Regions from separate parts of the Pan troglodytes genome. Here all the other regions are linked to region 1. The links are chromatin contacts, called in public Hi-C maps. All regions are on one chromosome and are shown on one strand. The core of a region is the stretch at or near the end of the contact, and the rest is flanking DNA. Distances in the headings are between cores, read along the strand shown.

What was found. A called contact is a pair of places that touch in the nucleus more often than the background predicts.
Region 2: a Hi-C map of stem cell-derived neural progenitor cells shows a contact between it and region 1, with 7 times the contacts expected there. The contact joins the promoter of MAP1B here to the enhancer-like site in region 1. A contact is called at or near these places in 1 of 7 Hi-C or Micro-C datasets (stem cell-derived neural progenitor cells), 1 of 1 datasets of contacts at active chromatin or transcription factors (stem cell-derived excitatory neurons) and 1 of 1 other capture datasets (stem cell-derived neural stem cells).
Region 3: a contact with region 1 is called in a Hi-C map of stem cell-derived neural progenitor cells, with 5 times the contacts expected there. The contact joins two enhancer-like sites. A contact is called at or near these places in 2 of 7 Hi-C or Micro-C datasets (induced pluripotent stem cells and stem cell-derived neural progenitor cells) and 1 of 1 datasets of contacts at active chromatin or transcription factors (stem cell-derived excitatory neurons).

What each region holds. Positions count from the first base shown.
Region 1 is chr4:44,262,595-44,265,294 of NHGRI_mPanTro3-v2.0_pri, forward strand. No RefSeq gene overlaps it. Among named protein-coding and RNA genes, the nearest start is that of CARTPT, 65 kb to the right of the region's middle. Within about 2 kb of position 1,432, at least 10 of the 24 cell types and tissues checked have an H3K27ac peak or open chromatin away from gene starts, as enhancers often do. A contact at or near this core is called in stem cell-derived neural progenitor cells and stem cell-derived neural stem cells, where this site is marked.
Region 2 is chr4:43,941,716-43,944,415 of NHGRI_mPanTro3-v2.0_pri, forward strand. It overlaps MAP1B (microtubule associated protein 1B), which reads right to left and starts at 1,319. Exons shown (of 7, transcript NM_001194920.2): 1 at 867-1,319. The coding sequence starts at 1,050.
Region 3 is chr4:43,924,865-43,927,564 of NHGRI_mPanTro3-v2.0_pri, forward strand. All of the region lies in intron 2 of MAP1B (microtubule associated protein 1B), which reads right to left. Among named protein-coding and RNA genes, the nearest start is that of MAP1B, 17 kb to the right of the region's middle. Within about 2 kb of position 1,312, at least 4 of the 24 cell types and tissues checked have an H3K27ac peak or open chromatin away from gene starts, as enhancers often do. A contact at or near this core is called in stem cell-derived neural progenitor cells, where this site is marked.

The DNA of each region.
Region 1 (2,700 bases), core at 182-2,681:
CTGTGAGCCTCCCGACAGGTGGGACCACAACTCCTGCTGCTTTTATCACATTCCCCCATCATACTTATTCAATAAATGTTTATTAAGCACCTCCTTTGTTTCTGGCATGTTCTAGGTTCCAGGAATACAGCAACGAACCAGACTGTCCAATCCCCTCCTCATGGAGTTTACATTCCAATGAGAGAAAAACAGATGATACCCAGGCAAACAAGATACTTAGAGATCATTACAAGTGCGATAAAGGAATAAAACAGAGTGAGGAGTCAGGAGGCCTTGAGGCAGAGGGAGCCTCCTTACATCATGGGGTGAGAAAGGGCTGTCTGTGCTGAGTCCTGAGGAAAAAGAGCCAGCCAGTGAGGAGTTGAGGGAAGAGAGCTCAGGTGCAAAGAGCCTGAGGCAGAAATGGGCTTGGCAAGTTCTGGAAGGAGAAAGATGCCTGGAGGGTGACCAAGCAGGATAGGCCAGGGGAACAGAGCTCAGAGCTTGCAGGCCTGGGGAAGTTTGGATTCTGCACACGGTGTTGAGAGAAGCCACAGGACATGACACAGCGCTGAGTCCCCAGTGAACACTAAACGACTACCACATCTCTATACCTGGGTGCCTCTCTGCACACCAAGCTACCTGGAACCACTGAGCACTGCCTCCGGGGTGCCCCGTTACCCCCAAAATTGCTGTTCTAGTAGGGTGCCGGGGAAAACCTCATGGGCCTGGAGTCAGATGGTCTGAGTTTCAATCCCTACTCTTCTGATCACACGTCGAATGACTTTAGGCAAATTATTGAACCTAAGCTTCAGTTTTCTAGCCTGAAAAAAGTACATCATAAAGGACATATCCCAGATTACTGTAAGGGTTAAATGAGCGGATAGGTACCACATGCTCAGTCGTTCTTATGTTGTGGTGGTGATGTTTATTAATCGTGCTAGGAGTTCAGCCCTGAAGTGTAAACACTTCCTAGCAGAACGTGCTGTAATTTCTGGCATCAGCTATACCGTTTTCTGGGCTAAGAGCAACAGATCAGTGAAAAGGGTCTGAAAAGAAGGAAAAAAAACGGTATGATACAACACGTCTACTATTTCCCAAATAACATGACCTCTACTTTCTATTTTTTATGCAACACGCTGGAAAGTTCTAATGCATTCAAAATCCCTCTCCGAGCTCTCTCTGGTTTCTTATTAGCATATGTCCAGAGACAACATCAGTCGTGCGACCCTCTGAGGAGAATCGATGACTGAAAATGTAGCGCGCCATGACCAGAAACTCAATTCCCGGCCAGATGAAAAAAGAAGCCCATTTAACCCAAGGAATGCCAAGGCCAGGGTTTCTGTTCAGATTTCCTGAGAAACGAGTTACATGGAAACGCCGAGACGGAGGCCTCCATCCCCACGCCGAGCATGTCTTTTCTTTGGTGCGCTAAGGAACCCATTAAGAACCAAGCCCTGGCGCCATCTCCTGGCAGTCTCGAAAACTGAAAAGCAGACGTTTAACACAAGGGACCCCTCCCTCTCCTTGACAGAAATTAAGTTCGGGGGAAAAAAACGTAATTTCATGGGAACTTCTGTGTTTTCAACCTCCTGTTAAATATTTGAATCGAGAAGAGCAGATGGTAGCAGTCTCAGCCATTTACAGTCCCCACAAGGGACTGTCCCTGCTATACCGCCACTTTCTTTGTTTCTGTAAGAGCTTGTCACTCAACAGAGGTACCAGAGATCAGAGCCAGCACATTTATCTGCAGTAGCTGGTGCTTGGCCCCACTCCCACAAGTGCACCCAGCATTACCTGAGGATAGTCCTCTGCCCAAATTAACATCTTCAAATACATCTACTTTCTCAAAATACTTTACACAAAGAAAGCATGCATGAAATCTGCCTTCAAAGAGGTGGGCTCCAAACTCACTGCAAAGCTGCAAGCCCAAGTTCACCTCAGTACCCAGAATCTCATGATAAGGATCAGTTTGGGGTCTTGCTCTCCCTAGGGAAAGACCAGGTAGCACCTTTGCCTTCACAGCCACTTTCACTTTCCAAGGCTTTGCCTGGCCCGGGGAGTTTCCGCAGTTAGCGTTCAGCTTCATACTCACCATAAAGCCAGGTAACTTGGCATCATTAGACACAGAGCCTGAAATGACTAGAAAAAATAAATCTGCAGGGTTGCTGACCAAGGAGTGAACCAAAATCCCCAGGAATTTGGTCTTATTCCTCTGGAAGGACAAGCAGAGTGGTTTTGAAAACAGGGAAGCCATTGGTTGGGCTGGTTCCTCCCTGCTTTACTCAGGGATATATATTTACTTATTTAAAATGCATTGAGCCCTTTCTGCTTGGCAGATAATGTAAAAAGCACTTTACCAGCAGTTCTTTATTTAATCTCAACAACAACCCATACAACTGGTATCATTTTTATTTCCATTTAACAGATAGAAAACAGAGAGAACTTTACATAACTTGCCCAAGATCTTAGAGCAAATAAATGGTAGAGGCAGGATTCAAGTTTATGCATCCTGATTCTTCTTAACCACATAAGAAAGTATCTCTCAGAGACCCAGGACTTGGGATTTTCATCGGCACTGCTGAAAACACAGCCACTCCTCATGTTTGTAGGATGAATGAAATGGGATAATTTTCCCTAAATAAAAAAGGTGCCCTCCATAGCCCTTCGAATGTGTGTGTGTGGTGGGGGAGGAGGAGATGCAGTAGCATCTGGCCCCGA
Region 2 (2,700 bases), core at 69-2,568, 320 kb before region 1:
CGCCCGGGGTCCCCGGCGTACCGCTATTCGGCCTCCGCAGAGCGCGCCACTGGTGCGAGCACCGGGCGAGGAGCTGACCCTACCCGCTGACGTCTCCCTCACCGACCCCCTTCAAGCTACCACTCCCGAGGCTGGGACTTCTAAAAGCAGCAGCCCCACCCCGCAACTTGGGGTCCCATTGTCCTTTCTGAGAGCTGCAGCCAAGGCCCCAAGGGCGGTAGCGAGGCGGGCTCTGTCTGGTGGCGAAGCGCAGGCGGTTCTGCATCCCAGCATCTCCCCGGGGAGGGGGGGGCGGGGGGAGCGGGCGTGGCCCTAGGACTAGCCTAGTCATTCTGAGGAAAGAATGGATCGGGAGGTTTGAAATCAGAAAAGGCGTTTCTCAGGGGCTGAGGTAGCCGTGGTGAGGATGAATCCCACGCGGGCCCTGGCACATGGGCTTCGGCCCCAGGTCTGCGATGGTGGGGGTCCCAGCCTTTTCCTGAGGCCAGAAGAGGACTGAAAGGAGTGGTTGCATCAGGTCTCCCCCACCCTTCTGCCTCCTGCGGTTGCGGCTTTATTGTGGCCTCTGCTCCCCTGACACCTGCATTTCACTTAGCGGGAGAGGCGGTGGCCAACTCAGCACAGGCTGCGGACTCAGCGTGGTGACAGATCCCTCAAGGTTATTGGAGACTCTCCCTCTGGGTCTCATATCTAATAATTCGGATTATTCTTAATTAGCCCAGAAAGGGTCTGGACAAGTATGAGAGGTGACGAGGAGAGGCATGGGTGCGGGGCGCGCGGGAGGAGCGCAGTGACCGTCGCGCCCTGGGTGGGGTCGTGTTTGCGCGTCTGCCAGCGCGCGTCTCTGGGGGCGCGGGGCCACTTACCGAGCTCGATGTTGCCGATGGCACGCCGCAGGTGCTCCTCGGTCACGATCTCGCCGACGACCACCAGCAAGTAGAACTTGCTGTCAAGGAAGCGGTGCGACAGGCTAGGCGAGGTGGACGCCGCCGGGTTGGCGATGCTGCCGGATGGCTCCGGCTCGGTGGCTTCCACCACCACGGTCGCCATCCTGCCGGCTGCTGTGCCTCGGCGAAGTGTCTCGCTCCGGCCGCTCCTCTCCTCTGCGGCAGGAGAAAGGATTATCTCCGAAGGTGCTGTCTCCGCTCCGCCCCCTGCGTCCCCCCTCCTCTGGCGCCGCGCGCCGCCTCCCCCTCCGCCCTCTCCCAGCGCCGCGGAGAGTGCGCGGCGGAGAGGAGCGGGGAGTGAGAGAGGGCGGGGAGGCGGCGCCGCTTTTATATGGAGACTAGGCAGGGAGCCGGGAGGAGGAGGAAGAGGAGGAGGAAAGGACCACCCGGCACATCCTCACGCGGTGGCTGCCTCCGCTCTTCCAGCCGTTGGCCCGGGGCTGATGTCATCTGCAGCAAATCATCTCGCCCGCGGCCCGGAAGCTGGAGGGACGAGGTGTGCGGACAATGGTCGGGGCAGGGCCGCGAGCCAAGGGGCTGGGGCGCCCGCTGAGCTCCTGCTGCAGCCGTGAAGGGGGAAGACGCTCTCAACCTACACCACCCACCACGTACACACCCACTGCCCACTCCTCACCCTCACCCTGTCTGTGCATGGGAATGGGATGAGTTTCCATTTTCGGAGTGGGGGTCTTTTCTCTTGTTGGAGTTGCACTAGTCAGGCCTCTGCCTTGTGTGCTGTGTATGATGTAGCCAGGTTCTCAGGAACTGGGATAGCCACAGTGGGCAGATGCGGGGCTGTGGGTACCCCGCCTAGGAAGACGGAACCTGTCTTTTCTTTGACCTTGTGGCTTTAAGAAGACGAATTTACTGATATTTACCAATATCAATATTTACCACCTTCACTTAAAGAATACATCAAAAATGCAAAACTTAAGCCTACTATTGTTCAGGCCTTGGATTCTACTCTGGCAGGGCCAAGGATGAAAAAGTACTGGCTTTGTGGTGCTCATGGGAAATGAGAGAAATGCAGATGTATTATATTAGATACCAATTTCTTTCCTTAATGTGCTGAACAGATAGTATCAGTAATAACAAAGATTAAAGAGAAGATACTGTCTCTACCCAGCAGGGTTACAGTGACTATAATGTACTTTTCAGTTCCTTGGGGAACACACAAGCAAAATTACCTCGTGACAATGATGTCTTTTAAAATACATTTAGCATTGGGAATTTTTATTGCCTTTGTTTGTGTTTAGAAGAACTAAAAAATGTGTTTTTTGTTTTTGTTTTTTTGTTTTTTTTAAGGCAGCCTATTTACAACCGTTTCTCACAAACATACTGGATATAGCTTCTGTCCCAGAAAAGGGGAGGAGGGTGAGGAAAGAGCAAAATGTGCAAACATGGTATCATAGAAGACTGGGGAATTCGAGCTTTAAGGAAGAGGAATAGATGGAAATTAGTCAACATAGCTTTAATACTAGAATGCCTGTTAGTAAAATATAGATGATAGATAGATAGATAGATAATCACCTAGATATTCTTAAGATTTCCAAAGTAACCCAGTGTCTTAGGTGTTAGCTGCCATGACTTATTGGTCATGTACTCTTTGCTCTTATATCTTTGCTGACACCCTGGCATGGGAGACATGCTGGGCAGCCAAGGGCTGGGGGGTTCCATCCAACATGTCAATCTGATCAATGCAGAATGAAAATACCGTCTGGCCCTCAGTATTTGGGATCTGTGACAGGATCAC
Region 3 (2,700 bases), core at 62-2,561, 340 kb before region 1:
CTAACAGGACACCTTCTAAAAGGAGATACCATATAAAATGAAAGGATTGTCTCCTTTATAATAGATGAGAACAGATAAGGTTTTCTCTCTCTCTCTTTCTCTCATGTATGCAAACACACACACACAAACACATATGCACATTATACTAAACTAACTACAAGGCACTTGAGCATCTTGTGGGGCTGCTGGAACTTCACACCAAATACCACTTTCAATTGAATTGCACCACCAAAAACTCCTAGTATTTGAGCTGGGAAACTATCTGGAATTCTAGATAAAAGAGCGGTTGCTACATCATCCCTAAACAGGCATTGAGCTCCATTAAAAAGAGGAAGAATTCTCTTAGGCAGTTTTCACATCTTTCACACATCAAAACTTCCAAGTGAGAGGTTTTTAAAAGGCACAAGAGACAACTGCTCAAAATGGCTCTGCACTAAGGAAGCATTGTTCGCCTGGGTTCCAGAACTTATTTGATCTTTAATTTTATTGCAATAAGGATAACTTCTCCAAATGTGACATTCCCATTGATGGATACACTTCAGGATCCAAAAAGCCACATCTATGTAGAGCAGTGTTCCTGGGGCCAGGTGCACTAAAAACGTGTTGCTCCCTCAGGGGAATAGTTGTTCCTTCCTCGCACTATCCACGTGAGAAGCCAACAAGAAATCTGAATTTGAGCCACAATGCTCAACAGTGGCGTGTTTACTCACAGCTCCCATTGAAAACCTGTTTTATTGAGAAAGAAACGGCCAGATTAATGGCAAAGTGCGTGTTTAGAGGACTTCCCTCTATGACAACAAAGACAGTCCTCAGGATGTTCATATTTCGTCTTAACCCCTCAGGAATGCAAGGCAGCAATTTTGAGAGGCAACCTCAGCTTGAGTGTTTCAAATGAGGTGCGGTACAACTGCAGAGAGGAGCCACATTCAATAAAACACTACCCTAGCTTTTCAATTTTCACTCCTAATTACATACTTTTATTTTTAAATCACATGTAGACGCTCTTGTTGCATTTTCTATAAGCATCAATTTCACCAGTCCTGACTATAGGCAATCCTTTAACCTAGAAGAGTTTATTAAAATAACATTATTATTGTCTTGTATTTATGTTAATTTCTCCAGTCCCTGTGGTGCACTAAGTGCGCTTCCCCAGAGTACCTCTTACTTTCTCACGTTTCTCTCAGACCAAGGAAATCTGACTTCACATGCAATAGAAATTACCCTTAGATCACAGCCGAGAAAACAAAAGGGGTAAGCCCTGGAGTATGATGTTTGGGGATACTTGATCGTTGCCTAGGTAGCATTTAATTAGTCCTGGGTTGCAGCTGGGAGTGGGGTGCTGGTACCTGGGTAACCTTTGTCATTGTGACTAAACCCATGGTTGAACAATCAAAATGCAATGCTTATTATACTCTCCATTTTCACCCCTTTCTTCTTTAGGAATTAGACACACACACTCTCTCTTTCTCTCTCTCTGACACATATACACAGTTCGCAAATTAAGAGAACTCTCACGCTGGGCAGGGTGACTCACACCTGTAATCTCAACACTTTGGGAAGCGGGGGCAGGAGGATCACTTGAGGCCAGGAGTTCAAGACCAGACTGGGCAACAGAGTGAGACTCCTTCTCTACAAAATAATTTAAAAACTAGCTGGGCATAGGCCGGGTGCGGTGGCTCACGCCTGTAATCCCAGCACTTTGGGAGGCCGAGGCGGGCAGATCACGAGGTCAGGAGATCGAGACCATCCTGGCTAACACAGTGAAACCCTGTCTCTACTAAAAATACAAAAAATTAGCCGGGCGTCGTGGCGGGCGCCTGTAGTCCCGCTACTCGGGAGCCTGAGGCAGGAGAATGGCGTGAACCTGGGAGGCATAGCTTGCAGTGAGCCGAGATCACGCCACTGCACTCCAGCCTGGGCGACAGAGTGAGACTCCATCTTCAAAAAAAACTAAAAAAAACCAAAAAAAACAAATTAGCTGGGCATAGTGGCAGGCTGGTAGTCCCAGCTATTTCAGAGGCTGAGACGAGAGGGTAGCTTCATCCCAGGAGGCAGAGACTGCAGTGAGCTGTAATTGCACCACTGCACTCCAGCCTGGGTGACAGAGGGGAGAACCTGTCTCAAAAACAAAAAGAGATTAAAAAAATAAAAAGAAACTCTCTTTGTTGAGAAACAGTGAATTTTAAAGCTGTGAATGACTTATTTTCCCAACAAAATTATAAACAGTGGGAAATACTTCATTCTTCCAAATATTCCCTTACAGTTGCTTTCTTATTAATAAGCACTCAAAAACATTACTTGGCACTTTTAAAGTGATCTATTAGTTTATGCTTTATTCTTCATCTTCCACCATTATTTCTAGTAGGCTACCATAGGTGCTGAACAAACTGCCCCAGAGGAAGACCAAAAAGCAGGCAGAAAAAGCAAAGAGACTGTGCTTGCTTGATGGTTTGCTGTTGCTGCATACTTAAAAAAAACCTTTAAAAAAAAACTCTACTAACAAAAATCATGAGCTCTCTTTGGTCTCTGGAGATGAAGACAAAAGCAGTGACACTCAGCATGAGGTGCTGTCCTTGGTTAGCAGCTGTCGTGGAACGCACTTAGTTGGGTTTAATGGAGGGGTTATTGACATCTCCTAAAATGGTTCCTGGGCCCAGGCAGCCAATTTTCTGCTACCTTCCTGCCTATGCCTGTCTATGC